Linked DNA regions of Mus musculus: region 1 is linked to region 2. A link is a contact called in public HiChIP or PLAC-seq data. All regions are on one chromosome and are shown on one strand. Each heading gives the region's core, a stretch centred on a gene start, on an enhancer-like site or on the middle of the called end of the contact. The rest is flanking DNA. Distances are from core to core; before and after follow the strand shown. Region 1 has its middle 160 kb from the start of Gm32651. Region 2 holds the start of Tfap2b (transcription factor AP-2 beta).

What was found. HiChIP or PLAC-seq counts read pairs in DNA pulled down with a chosen protein or histone mark.
Region 1: an H3K4me3 HiChIP or PLAC-seq map of craniofacial prominence shows a contact between it and region 2, with 7 times the contacts expected there. The contact joins the enhancer-like site here to the promoter of Tfap2b in region 2. A contact is called at or near these places in 7 of 39 promoter capture datasets (the HPC-7 cell line, HPC-7-derived erythroid cells, cranial neural crest and 4 more), 11 of 484 Hi-C or Micro-C datasets (the AML12 cell line, the MC3T3-E1 cell line, the N1E-115 cell line and 7 more), 4 of 115 datasets of contacts at active chromatin or transcription factors (craniofacial prominence, embryonic forebrain, embryonic hindbrain and 1 more) and 1 of 9 other capture datasets (embryonic stem cells).

Annotation. Positions count from the first base shown.
Region 1 is chr1:19,766,538-19,769,296 of GRCm38.p6, reverse strand. No RefSeq gene overlaps it. Among named protein-coding and RNA genes, the nearest start is that of Gm32651, 160 kb to the right of the region's middle. Within about 2 kb of position 1,501, at least 10 of the 459 cell types and tissues checked have an H3K27ac peak or open chromatin away from gene starts, as enhancers often do. A contact at or near this core is called in the N1E-115 cell line and craniofacial prominence, where this site is marked.
Region 2 is chr1:19,207,468-19,210,231 of GRCm38.p6, reverse strand. Tfap2b (transcription factor AP-2 beta) reads right to left here and starts at 1,318. Exons shown (of 7, transcript NM_009334.3): 1 at 984-1,318. The coding sequence starts at 1,064.

The DNA.
Region 1 (2,759 bases), core at 252-2,751, 560 kb before region 2:
TCATTTGAATTGGATTCTTATGCTGCTTTTCATCTGCCTCCCCTGGTTTTTTGTTTTTGCTTTTCATTGTTGTTGCTATTGTTGTTGTTTGTGGGAGTTTTCTTTTTTTGGGGGGGGTGTTGTTGTTTGGTTGGTTTTGATGTTGTTGTTGTTTGCTAAAGGTCTTGCCTCACTTTCCCCAAATTAAAGCTGAGTTAAGTCAGGGCACTTATCCTTAGATCGCTAGGTGATCACTTTCGTGGTCATAATTCCCAGGTCTTCCTAGTTCTCCTCGTGGGGAAGAGGTGTGTTCCTGTGGAAGATACATGATAACACACTTGCATTTGTGTGGCTAATATGAAACAGGGAACATTTTCTTCTTCTTGGGTTTCAGGTAGGAACTTTCTAGAAGGAGCTTGCCTAGACAGTCCCTAATAGTCATAAAAACATGTGGTTGTCAACCTTTTTCCTAAAGCTGTTCTTTAGGGCACACTGAAATTTTCTGCTGGGAAGGAGCGATAAAATGGATTCGCTCACCAAGGGTTCTGCTTAAGAAGAGAGGCTAGGAGTGACAGGTACTTCTAAAAACTATTTGGAAATTGTGTCCGCCTGGATTTATTTTCATTTATCAAATATTATTTTGCTACCGTACCTAAGGTGGTGTAACTAATGTCTCCAATTGCGCTTCCACACACCCTGGACCTATGCCCGCCAGCCCTGCTGGGAAAGGGCGTCAAATGACATCGGCAAGGCTGCTCTTTAATAGCCAGCGTGATTTTATTAAGGAAAATTTGTATTGCCCTTTTTCCCTCTCAAAGGTGCCAAATGGACAGATTTTGATTTTTCTTGGCCAAGGGAATTAAAGACCAGGGAAGTGACTTTGCTCCCCCTCTGGCATTTAACCACAAGTTAGGAGGAGCCTGCTCGATCCAATCACTCTGAGCAGTTAAAATTTCAGGTTTGAGTTTCAATCATTGGAGAAATGCACAAAGCCCAAGAACTGGTGACAGTATCTGAGCAAGGGTTGTTGTCAGTTATGTGTTATCCTGTTGCTTCTCAGAGCTGGCCCAGGTGTGTCCCCCACCCCACCCCCCACCCCCACCCCCAGGTAAGACAGGAGGCCCTGCTGAATGCCACATCGCTTTGTTAAATATCTTGTTAGTTAAGCTGTCAGTGAGAAAGTTGTCAGTGAGGAGATTGGGAGAGTGGGGTGTGGAGGGACACAGGGAGTTTAATCCAATTAAAATTTCACTGGCTTTTCTACATTCCTGATATCCTGGCTCCTGCTAGGAAGCCGATTCTCAGCATGAGGCCATCCAGAAAGTATGAAAAGACAACTGTCTTAAAACTTTTAGTGTTGCAACAATGTACAAGGTAAAGCAGAAGGCAAAAGTGAAAGGATTTGCTGTATGGAGATGAAAGGAGCTTGCTTTTAACTCTGTTCTCTGTGGCCTTACACATAATGCAAGCCAGGCACTAGGAGAAGTGGTTTTCAGCAGAGTTCCCGACCTGACAGCTACAAAGGGAAGTGGCTATCTCAGAATGATGCTTCCACTGCAGGCTCGACAGGGCAGTGGATTGCCATACCAGGAGTCTCTGATTTAAAATAAACAAATGGGCTCAGATTTAAATCAACCCCATCACGCAGACACGTATTGACACAGATGCTGCATTTTAGTGCTGAATTTGTTGTTTTTCTTTGCTCATAATGGAAGACAAGCCGTGCACACTTGGCTGACAATGAAATCCACATGAGAAACAAATGTAAAAGGACCAAGCTCAGAAACATGCAAATGACCCCTGAAAGAGCTTCATAGTTTGGGCCAAGAGCAGGGGTTCTACCGCTGCAGGGTGAATGGAGGTAGGTTGAGGGGCTGAAGGCCAGCGGGGAGCAACACAGGTGCCTTAAAAAGAGAAAGGGCTGCCCCTAACTCTTTTGACTGTCATTGGATCCCTTTCCCTAGCTGGACTGCCTGGTTGGGCCTCAGTGGGAGAGGATGCGCTTAGTTCTGCTGTGATTTGATGTCTCTGTGCTGGGAGGTACCAAAGGAGAAGGGGGGCTTTCCCTTCTTGGAGCAGAAGGGGAAGGGGTAATGGTGGGGGGGACTTGGAAGAGAGTAGGGAGGGGGCTGCAAAAGTGAATAAAGTGAATAAAGCTCTGAAAGAGGGGAGTTGAAATCTAACAGGAATGATTTGAGAATTACACTCTAAGTGACTGTGTGCACCACTGGGACTACTGTGATGAGCTGAGAAGTACTTGGGTGGGGGTGGGGTGAATCTTATGAAATGATCAGGTGAGACACTGTGGTAGAATGCAACCTGGAAATTAACTACTTCCCTCAAGTTCATGACACTAAAATTAAGTCAAGAAATGGCTCTATGTGTCTACATACTTACTACATACTTATTTACATACATACATACTTTACATACATACTTATTTACATGCTTATTTGCATACACACTTATTTACATACATACCTATTTACATACATACATACTTTACATATATACTTAATCACACTGACAAATCTGAGTCCTTCAAAACCTGACCGTAGACTAAGAATTAAGAATTTTACAGGCTTCGTAGTGTCTCAAATGGGGCTAAAATATAGTACCTTGAGATAGTTTTTTTTTTCTAAAATAGCACAATTATAAATCTTACATATTTTGGCAGTATTAAATATATTAAATCAGCAGCCACAGTAATGGGTTTTAGTTTTGACACGTTCCTACATCGTACTTTATCATATGATAATGTAGTCATTAGTGGGTGATCA
Region 2 (2,764 bases), core at 69-2,568:
CCGCCTCTGCTTCCCTCTTCGCTAAACCCCTTTCGCTTTTTTTTTTTTTTTTTTTTTTTAATCCCGATCCTCAGATATCTTGGAGCTTCGGAGTCTGCCTTCCCTCTCTCGACGTCCCCTTGAGCCTTACTTTCCTTTCCTCTTGAGCTCAGCTCCCCAGCTCCCGGGTTGTGGCGCGGGATCCCTCATCTGTCCCCAGCCGGGCCGCTTCCCCTCGCCCGCCAGCTGGAAGGGCAGCCGGACAGCCTCGCTCGACGCGGACTCCGGAAGCTCTCGGTGGCGTCCGACAAGGCGGAGGGAAAAGCACGGGAGGGATGCGCTTGCCTGGGGACCGGTAGCGGGTAGCACGAAGTGTGGGCAGGCTTCGTTAAAAATGCCCACACGCTGGCGGCTGCCATCTCTGCTTGGAACCACTGACCCGCAAAGAATCAAAATACGACAAAACAAAAATAACAAACCGCGCTCTCTCCCATACGGTACTGGATTTGTTCATACATCCCTCCTTTCCCCTCGCTCTCCCTAGATATCTACCCTCTACCTGCGTACGTTGGTTACCGATTTAAAAAAAAATATTAAAAGTTTAAAAAGCAAAAATTAAAGTCCCAGTCGGCGTGAGGCTTAAAAACCCGATTCTGTCCCGTACTCAAAATGAGGAGAGACTGTTTTTCCCTCACTGTTTGCCTGAATTCCTGGCTCCACGTTACCTACCAGAGTCTACAAGGGGAAGGAGAGAGCCGGAGAGAAAGAAAAACAAAAAGGAAAAGAAAATAGCTCCTAAATTAAACTTCTCACATTCCAACCTTAAAAGTTCCCTTTCTGGAGAGCAAAGTCTCCCAGAGCCAGCCTTAGAAAACTTAAAGAAACCTCAGAAACCCGATCAGAAATCTACGAGTAAATAGCTTAAAATATATCAGCTGGGGTGTCAAAGAAGCTCCAGTTTTCTATCTCCAAAGCTCTAAAATGCATCTGGGGTGTCCGCTCACCTCATAGATGTCTTCGTACTTGACATTCTCCACGAGTTTCCAGAGCATGATCGCAGCCTGGTCTCTAGGAGGTGAGTGCATTCATGTGAGGAGCAGATGTCTGGTTTCTCAGGACTCCGCTGTCTGTAATGATCCATCTATAATTGGAAATGGGGGATACACACCAAATCCGACGCTCCTCTCCCATCGCAACTTATATCTGTTGTCTCAAACAATAGGCTGGAGAAGTAAGCCTCAGCAGACAGAAAAACATTATTGCACACAGGACTTAGATACAACGCGCACGCATACACACACACACACACACACACACACACACACACACACACATGCGCGCGCGCGCGCGCACACACACACACACGCACATGCACACATATATATTATAAAAAATCATAAACATGAATTTACACGCAGATAGTCACATTAGTTACATAAACACCTCTGGGTCACAGAATCCACAGACTAACCGTGCATTTAAAGGGAATATAGTGGTTCAAAACGAGAAATATAAATAGATACATTAAAAATCTGTTTTGAAAATGGCGAATCAATGCAGCCACTAACTAAAGTGTTTTAATAATTGACAATGAGAAACCACGCACATCAGTCCCCAAATTTTCTACATAGTTTTTTTTTTTTTTCTTTTAGGAGAACCATTACTGAGATTTTAAAGACAGTTTTCCTATTCTTGTATATTTAGGGGAGCATTAAAAAAACACCACTAGATTTTTGACTTTGAGTTATATTTCTCTATTGATGCAACCTTATAAAAGTATCATTGTGGAACAAGAATAACACCACTATTTACCACAATGGTTTCTGATATTTTGCTCATTGTGTCTAACACATTTGGAAACTTGAATATCTTGTGGACCCTACAATCTATATTGCTTGTTGCTTTAGGGATTGTTCTATATTTTTAGTGGTTCCTTGGTGTCTTTCTGTTTGCCTGGAGTCTCCATTTTATTAAGTTTTTTCTCTTCCTTTACATGTTGGAAACAACAAAGCACACAATGTTAATCTTGAGACCTTTAACAGGGGTATAGAACATTTTGTATTTGGGTTTATTGCCTGTAATTTGTGATTTTAATCTGATAGACTTGAGACAAGAACACCCAAATCTTTGAGAAGGTTTAAGCTTTGTACTGTTTAAGGAAACAGTGGGAAATGTTTTAAGATGTACAAGAGCAAATATTGTTTGGCCATTTTGCATTGGGGTAGATTTTCTTTTGAATATGTGCTTTTTGAAGTTTAGTTTTTTAAAAAATATTTTCAAAGCATAAATAACAACAAGTACAAAGTTTAACCACTAACCTACCCTCAAGTGGGCACCCTGTAAGGCACAGGATTTTCTTTTTTTTAATTTCATGAGGAATTCTATATTCACTAGCTCCCTCTCCTCCCCATCTTTCCACCCTTTCTGGGTTCTCGGAGGGTTCCCTGGAGTCAGTAGGGAGGCACTGAAGAAGATCTTGGCCCCTGGGGCAGAAAATAAATGACAGGAGGGAATGAGGAGGGTTGGGGTAATTTGGGGTGGAAGTTATTAAACCTGATGAGGGTGAATCTGTAAAGGGAGATTGTCTTTAAACTCCAGTGCATTCTAGAGCTCCGGCAGGGTCGGAGGCTCCGTGAGTAGGAGAAGGCTTCAGATAGACTAGGAGGAAGACAGCGGTTCCTAACAGCCAAGCTGAGGACTCCTACCTCGCAATGAACAGTCCTGTAGATCTATTATTGTTACTGTTATTATTATTAATTTACTGTAAGTCAAATGAAGGAAATGC